Regions from separate parts of the Mus musculus genome. Here regions 2 and 3 are each linked to region 1. A link is a contact called in public Hi-C and promoter capture Hi-C data. All regions are on one chromosome and are shown on one strand. The core of a region is the stretch at or near the end of the contact, and the rest is flanking DNA. Distances in the headings are between cores, read along the strand shown.

The links. Promoter capture Hi-C pulls out the DNA fragments that hold promoters and counts their contacts. A called contact is a pair of places that touch in the nucleus more often than the background predicts.
Region 2: a Hi-C map of regulatory T cells shows a contact between it and region 1, with 2.8 times the contacts expected there. The contact joins the enhancer-like site here to the promoter of Ccdc186 in region 1. A contact is called at or near these places in 9 of 39 promoter capture datasets (the 3T3-L1 cell line, cranial neural crest, frontonasal cranial neural crest and 4 more), 5 of 484 Hi-C or Micro-C datasets (embryonic fibroblasts, embryonic stem cells, natural killer cells and 1 more), 2 of 115 datasets of contacts at active chromatin or transcription factors (bone marrow-derived macrophages and microglia) and 1 of 9 other capture datasets (adipose tissue).
Region 3: a contact with region 1 is called in a promoter capture Hi-C map of pre-B cells, with 4 times the contacts expected there. The contact joins the promoter of Trub1 here to the promoter of Ccdc186 in region 1. A contact is called at or near these places in 7 of 39 promoter capture datasets (the C10 cell line, embryonic stem cells, hippocampal neurons and 3 more) and 2 of 115 datasets of contacts at active chromatin or transcription factors (embryonic midbrain and pancreatic cancer cells).

What each region holds. Positions count from the first base shown.
Region 1 is chr19:56,820,779-56,823,478 of GRCm38.p6, forward strand. Ccdc186 (coiled-coil domain containing 186) reads right to left here and starts at 1,421. Exons shown (of 16, transcript NM_170757.2): 1 at 1,210-1,421.
Region 2 is chr19:57,342,786-57,345,485 of GRCm38.p6, forward strand. The region is part of intron 1 of B230217O12Rik (RIKEN cDNA B230217O12 gene); the gene reads right to left. Among named protein-coding and RNA genes, the nearest start is that of B230217O12Rik, 17 kb to the right of the region's middle. Within about 2 kb of position 1,261, at least 64 of the 459 cell types and tissues checked have an H3K27ac peak or open chromatin away from gene starts, as enhancers often do. A contact at or near this core is called in pre-B cells and regulatory T cells, where this site is marked.
Region 3 is chr19:57,451,506-57,454,205 of GRCm38.p6, forward strand. It overlaps Trub1 (TruB pseudouridine (psi) synthase family member 1), which reads left to right and starts at 1,401. Exons shown (of 8, transcript NM_028115.3): 1 at 1,401-1,691. The coding sequence starts at 1,442.

The DNA.
Region 1 (2,700 bases), core at 171-2,670:
ACTGCACAGCATCAAAGAATAAGTCTTTGGTTCCTGTGTGAAGGAACTAAAGGTTTATGAGTGCCCCTTCTTCTACCACTCAGGATTTCAGTCTGGAAAAAAAAAAAAAAATCAGACTGGGAAATGTCACCCTTACTCCATGGAACCTGTTCTCAATCAAACACCTTAAGTTTCTATTGTTTTAAATTAGAAAAGGCCTTCAAAAAAACTAAACACAGTCCCTGTGTCTTCTGGTAGCCTTCCAAAGTCATACTTACCTATTACCCTGTACAAAGGAGAAGGAAGGCCTTGGTGCAACAGTACAAGATTATGGCCTGCCCAAAATCTGCACATGGGAACATGGGAAGACCAAAAAGGAACCATAAAAGAAGTAGGCCAATCATTACTGTTGTTTCATTTGTGTAACCATTAATTAACGAAGAGCTAAAAAGTAGCTGCACACGGTGGACTTGATACACAAGACGCATCCGTTTCAGTATCACTTGTCTCTGGGTCCTTAATCTCCTTCACAATTAAGTGCACAAAGGCCACATCCACGCTAATAAACCTAACACTTAACAGACCGATTTTCCTTGGGATGGCTGGCTACACGTGCACTTTGAAACACTGTCATAACTGATTTGTTTCATCTTTTCCTCAGACAAGCACCCTGTGTACCACTTCAGAAGAAAGGAAAAGGCTGGGACATCAAAGGACCGTGCGTGACACTGGGTCTGAGACATCTTTTCTGGTTCGCTGTCATATTTTTTTACTGTAGTCTTTTCTGACTCTAACCCAGGTGTTCTGCGTACAAACCCGAGTCTCCTCTCTAAATAACAATCAAGATGTGAATATTGTAACAAGTTACGAATTGTTGGCAGCTGAGCCATCATTCTCCCCGCGCGCTGTTTCCCTGGGATTGCTACTTTGAGGATAGGTAGAAGGGGAGAGAGAAATCTGAAATGGTTTCCCTACCAAGGTGAAAATATATGAAAATACATCGGGATCTTTGGAAAAGCCGAACGCTGCGGACCGCGTCCCCGGAGATACCGCGCTGGTGCGGCGGGGGAGCGGCCGCGCCTCCGGGCACAGCCCCCCGAGGGCCCCGCCAGCCCCGTCACGTCCACGCGCGGAGTTGCGTACAGCCCGGGGCTACCACCCCGTCACGTCCACGCGCGCAGACCAGCGCTCCCCGAGCGCGCCCGTCCCGGACGCCCCTCGGCCACTCACCGTCCGTCGTCCAGCCCCGGGCCGCACCCTAGCGAGGCCGATGGAGCTCCGGCTCCAGGGCCGACGAACCCATGGCGGCGTGTAGCCGACGCGGAGTGGGTGAGGAAGTCACGCGCGGAGACCACTGCAGATCCCGGGCTCTCAGCGGAGGTTTTCCCCCAAAACCCCTGCGGAGCTGACACATCAACAAAGATGGCGGCGACGCCTAAGCCGGCGCGGCTACAGCTGAGGGGGCGGGGCTCCCTGAACGAGCCAATCAGCGCGGCGCGGACCGCGTGACGTTAAGCACCTGGAGGCGGGCGTGGTTTTCGAGGCGCCGCCTCCAGTCCTCGCGGTTTCTAGAGGCCCCGCCCAGCATCTCCGTGCCACCTCCACTTAAGCCCAAGGAGGCTGTAGCAGGCTGTTGTTGTCCGGTTGGGCCACTCTTTCCCTTTCCCGTCCCAAGCCGGTGCTTTCTATCGGAAGGAAGTTGCCATCTTTTTTTCTTCACCCTTTGGCCGGTCATCTAATGAGTCAGTGGCATAAAGTAATAAAAGAGAACTAGAGATTGTGGCTTCCCGGTTCTGATGGTGCAAACTTTGCGCTGCCTGTGGGTGAGCCAAGTCCGCAGGAGCAGCTGACTTGGGCATGCGAGCTTCATCTCTGGGAGAGAGCTCTGCAGGGTTTCCATAATAATAATTGACCTGGGATCTCCAAGTGGCACCGAGTGCCATTGTTTACTAGTAAGCTTGTTAGTGTGCTCCACGCAGAGGACCTAAGCCTGCCTGGGCTGCGTAACCCATCCGGTTGCATGGTTGCACGCAGGTTGTATATTATAGTGACTAAGCCCAGTTGGAGGAGGTAGGGAAGGTGAGCAGTTTTAGTCTGGAGGTTTTGCAAACCACCTCTGTCCGGAGAAAAGATGTGTTAAAGTTCTGGGCCGTGTAGACAGTTGTAAGTGAAAATAGTTAAGACTCGTCTTCAGTGGCAAGTTTGTAAATCCAAGCATATTACTGTTAAATTACTTTCATAATTGCTGAGGAGGAAAATCTTCAATGTGGTATATTACTAACCCTCTGTCTTTTTTTAATCAGAAAATGACAACTCCCTCCTCAAATTATGGTAATGTATTACAGTACGTTTTACAATTAAGGTGCGGTGGTGACTTGAATAGACTCATGTATTTGAATGCTTGGCCCATAGGAAGTGGCACTATTAGGAGGTGTAGCCTTGTTGGACAGGGTATGTCATTGTGGAGGAAGGCTTTGAGCTCTCATATAAATGCTTGAGCTACACCCAGTGTGAGACATATTCGGTCTCCTCCTTGCTGCCTTCCAATCAAGAGGTAGAGCTCTCTGCTCTTTGTCTCTAACCCTAACCCTCAACCCCCTGCACACTGCTGTGCGTCCCAGCGTGATAATAATGGACTAAACCTCTGAACCTGTAAAACCAGCCTTGATTAAATGTTGTCTTTTATAAGAGTTGCCTTGGTGTGAAGAGTGTCAATTCACA
Region 2 (2,700 bases), core at 11-2,510, 520 kb after region 1:
TTGCCTATGAAAAAAGCAGAACCTGCTAAACGCATGAAACTCAAGAAGAACGAAGACCAAAGTGTGGACACTTTGCCCCTTCTTAGAATTGGGAACAAAACACCCATGGAAGGAGTTACAGAGACAAAATTTGGAGCTGTGATGAAAGGATAGACCATCTAGTGATTGCCATATCCAGGGATCCATCCCATAATCAGCTTCCAAACGCTGACACCATTGCATACACTAGCAAGATTTTGCTGAAAGGACCCAGATGTAGCTGTCTTGTGAGACTATGCTGGGGCCTAGCAAACACAGAAGTGGATGCTCACAGTCAGCTATTGGATGGATCACACGGCCCCCAATGGAGGAGCTAGAGAAAGTACCCAAGGAGCTAAAGGGATCTGCAATTCTATAGGTGGAACAACAATATGAACTAACCAGTACCCCGGAGCTCTTGTCTCTAGCTGCATATGTATCAAAAGATGGCCATCACTGGAAAGAGAGGCCCTTTGGATATACACTGGGACAAGGTGTGTTTTAACAGAACATTGAGAGTTAGGAACCCACTTCAAACTGACTGCTAATCAGCCTTGTGGTTTTGCATAAATGACGACAACTCTTATTTATCCATTGCTGCGTAACAAGTTGCTCCAAATGTAACAGATTAGGACAAGCAGTGTGTATAATCTCCCGATTTCTGTAGGTTGGCTCAGCTGCATCTAAGTTGGTCTCCTCAGGGAGTCTCAAGAGATGCCAAAGGAGCCATGAGATAGCATTCTGTCATCTGAAGGCTGGTTTGGGCTGGAGACTACTGCTAAGGTCCCTCACAAACCCATCAAGAACTTCAGTTCCTTACCCTAGGGGCCTGTCCTTAGACTGCCTTAAGCTGTGGCAGCTGTCTTCTCCCAAAACTGATAACAGAACAACCAGATAGAGCCTGCAACAGCATAGTCCAGTCTTACATGCAATATAGCATCGGTTCTGTTGTGTTCTACCTTCCACAAGCAGATCCTGGTACCCTGTGGGAAGATTGTGAGCATCTGCAGGCAGGGAGCATTGAGGACATCTCAGGGGTTAGCTAATGTCCTTTCTTCCTCAGTTTTCTCTGCTGCAGAGTGAAGTCTGAGTCACGTGACCTTTCTGGTTGGTGCCCTCTCACCCTCCCCCCCGCCATGCCACCACTAGACTCACCTTCCTGCTCTCCTGTAAAGATCCCTATGACTTTTGCCTTTGAGCCCTTTGACTGTACCAACCACAGCCCCCTAAACACTGCCATTTATACACTTCCTGGCCACATCCTTCCGCTAGCTCCCTGACATCCACCTGGCCTACAGCTGCCCTCAGTCCACGTCTATCCTGCCAAGTGCTTCAGAGTCCTTGTGGTCGGTCCTTCCTGCCCCAAAGCTTTCTGTTCCTGACTTCTCTGTCTCTGCCTATTTGCTCCACCTCAGCCCCTGAATTGCTCACCACCAAAATTACTTAACTTTATTAGAGGAAACTCAGTCTCTTGTGCTATCATAAGAACCCTCTGTTCTTCCAATTCTCCGATCAAGTCATCCCAAGAGATGGGTCACCTTGTCGGGATGTCTAGAACACCGTCCCACCGATTTTTTTGTCACGTCCCTCCAGTCTTTACTTTATTTGCACTTCAAATCAGATTTTGTGTGTTTGCATGCATGCATGTGTGTGTGTGCATGTGCTCATGTGTGTGTGTGTTTCTGTGTGTGTATATATATGTGAGTGCATGAATGTGTACATGTGAGTGTGGATGTGTGTGTGCATGTGATCACGTATGTGAATATACTCATGTATATGTGAGCTTCTGTGTGTGTGTGCGTGTGTGTAGGTCAGAGGTCATCCTTGAGGAACTTAAGTCATTCTCAGCCACTGCTTTTGAGGCAGGCAGGCCTCTCACATTGCCTGGGAACCTGCTGCAGTTAGTCTAGCTACAGTGAACTTCAGTGATCCAGTTATTCCCACCTGTCTCCCTCTGCAGCACTGGGATTGTGTGTGACGTCATTGTGCCCAGCTTTTGATGCAGGTCCAGCCCAGGCCTCACTCTTACACTGCCAGCCTTTGAGGACTGAGCCAGCTCCCCAGTCCTCCACCCTCAGATTAGATTTTCAGAGGCCATTGCTTTGGCAGGTCACTGCCTGAACAGTGGCTTAAAAAAAACCCTCACTCTCATGGACAGATTTCAAGTGGCAGGCTTGTGCTTTCTGTTACAGACAAGCAGGTACAGTACTGAAGGCCACTGAAGAAAGTCCCACAACAGTATGGCATGGTCACATGGTCACCTACTTTACTTCTTGTTGAGGTAAAATTCACATGACAAAATGGCTGTTGGAAAGCGAACCAGACTGTGGTGTCAATTCTTGCTCAAAATTACGTAGCTATCATCTCTGTCTGGTTCTGTCCTTCCCCTGTTAGCCTGAATGTCTAGTTGGATATGTTCTCCTCAGCATTGAGTTTATCTGTCATCAACAAGTCAAATACAGAGTAATTACTAGTATTAATTTATATCAGTGTTCAGTTTGGGAATACAGCTCAGTGACTGGTTTCTTACTGAGCTAGCACAAGACTCTCTGTTTGCTTACTGGCACGGCTGAAAAATAGAATAGGACACCACTTATAAACTAGCTGTTGCTTTATGGTCAGATGATCTAGAGCACAAACATCACTCTCTCTTTCTAGAGCATATGACATCACTCTCTCTTT
Region 3 (2,700 bases), core at 151-2,650, 630 kb after region 1:
CACTTAGTCCAACAAGGCCATAGCTCCTAATCTTTGTCAAGTAGCACCACTCCCTTAATGAAAAAGCATTCAAATCTATGAGGCTGTGGGGACCATTCCTATCCAAATCACCACACAGTTAGAGAACAGAGAACATAGATTAGAGGGTAGCAGAAAAGAGATATGGTGGGGGTGGGGGAGAGGGAAGGAGAGATGGCAGACTGTCTTAGTCAGTCTGAAATATAATATTAAATAAAATGACCTGTGAGTTAAAGGCTTGTCCAATGTGTAAGATGTTGGCTACTTTAGGAAATTAGAGCTTGATTTTTCTAATGCCCAGAATACTCTATCTGTAATGATTCCTCTGACATACATTTGTTGCGTGAATGGTAGACGTGTAACTGGCATCCCCTGACTGGGATCATTAGGCAATGAGGCATCATTAGGGAAGAATGTTAGCCTGGCAGAGCACTATGAGAAAGAATGGCTGTAAGGCAATGTGGGGAAACAAAGAAGACAAAGTGGCTATCCCATAATAACCACACTTCCATTTAATGCATTTGGGGAAGAAGTAAAAGGATTTTTTTTTCCTCTCTTAGAGGGACAGCCTAATGCGAGGTCTGCAAAGAGTTTAAATATTAATTTAAACCATAGGCGTTTTTGTTGTTTTGGGTTTTACTTGTTTGTTTGTTGAGATAAGGTCTCAGTATGTTACCCTGGGTGGCCCGGAACTCACAGAAATCCACCTGCCTCTGACTTCTAAATGCTGGGATTAAAGGCATTCACTGTAGGGGGCTAGGGGGAATTTATGCTAGAGTGAGTTGGTAAATCCTGATCGGACACATTAGTCAAACAATGAATTTTGATTGTTGGTCCTTGATGTTTTGTCTCAGGAATGAGACAGTGGCCAAATAACTGAATGGACCTTGGGGCTAGCTTTAGGAATGTAACCTACAGTTTAGCAGGGGAGAAGGAAAAGGGGAAGAAGAGTAAAGCCTGTTGGTGCCATGTTTGCCATGCCTGTTAGAGAGCCCTTCATGCACCACCACGAATGGATCAACCATATATAGTTTTTGATTCCTATAAAGGAATAGAAACTCCAAAAGAACATTAACATTTTTTTTAGAACTGTCAAAAACTGCAGTCAAAAATTCAAAATTCATACACACACACACACACACACACACACATGCAGGTTATGGGGGGGCGGTACAGAAAGGAAGTGACTCTACCTCAAATACACAAATTAGGTGTTTGCGTTGGATAGTTTACAGCGGCAACTCCAATGTACCTCTTCACGACTAAGAGCATTTGGTAACAGAGATATTAAAGGTTCCAGCAGAACTCCGAGATGCCAGAGCAAGCCATTGGCCTATACCGAGCCTATGGACTACAATTCCCAGAAGGCCTTGCAACACATCGGTGTCATCTCTGCTCGCCTCTTGGCCCAGGCCGTGAAAGCATGGCAGCTGCAGAGGCAGAGGTGGTTTCACCTCTGATTGTGGACACAGCTCCTGACACTTCAGGAACAGCCGAGGCCTCTGTAGCAGCATCGGTGGCGGAAGCGGCCAGGACTGAATCGCAAGCCCCGGCCTCCAAGGCCGCCCTGGCTGCTAAGCTCATGTCGCTGAGCGGCGTGTTCGCCGTGCACAAGCCCAAAGGGCCCACTTCAGCCGAGCTGCTGAACCGGCTGAAGGAGAAGCTGCTGGCAGGTACTGCCGCCCGGGTAGGGACCAGGCTGAGGAGTTCTCCACCACACTGGGATTTTTATCTCTAGTCTTTCTTCTTTTACTTACTGACTTACTTTGTGCGTCTGTGGCTCAAGATAGAAAGAGTGACCACCGAATTAACTCTGGACGAAAACCCAGGGCATCTTAGGCTTGGACTTACCCAAGTGCACACTCTTTCAACAGTGGCCCTTTGAGCTTCTCACGGGAAGTACGTGTAGAGTTGGGGGACCAGTCTGCATATACAGGTTTTCACCCTGGTGGCTGCAGCCCAGTTTTCTGTAGTTTGATCCCTCCCAGGGTTTTTGTTTAACTCTTGCGAATGAGTACCACCAGAGGAAATGCAGGCTCTCTACCCCTAAGTTGCAAACTTAAAAGTTTATTTGAAAAGCACATAGGCTGAGTTAGCTAGGATTTAGAAAGGACACCACTTTCACCTTTTAGTGGGCACGGTGATTCGTCTTCTATACAAATGCAGGTTCCTGATCCCCACACTTGCAGACCCTGAAAGTCTGAAGATCTGGGATTATTTTGGAAATTGTGCTCTATTGCTTCAGATTGTGCTTTCTTTCTTCTTCTTTTTTTAATGTAGTATTTTTTGAGGAACATTAAAATAGAAGATGGCCATTTTTCTAACCATTCTTCCTCTTGATCATTTATAACAGGAGCATTAAAAAGCCAAAACCCTTTAGTTTTGTTTTGCGTGTGAATGTGTATGCAGTGTGAGTGTGTGTTTGTAGGTGAGAGGTGATGTTGGCCATCTTCAGACATGGCTTTCCATCTTGTGTATTGAGCCAGAGTACCTCACTTGAACCTAGATCCTGCCAATTAGGCAAGTCTGCCTACTCAGCTTGTTTTAGGGACAACTGGCTAGGAATCAGGGTAGCATTCAGTGTCACCCTCGTGTTTATAGGGGTGCTGGAGATCCAAGCTCTGGTCCTCACTATTGCTTGGCGAGCACTTTACCCTGTGAACAGTCCCCACGGAGCCTTTC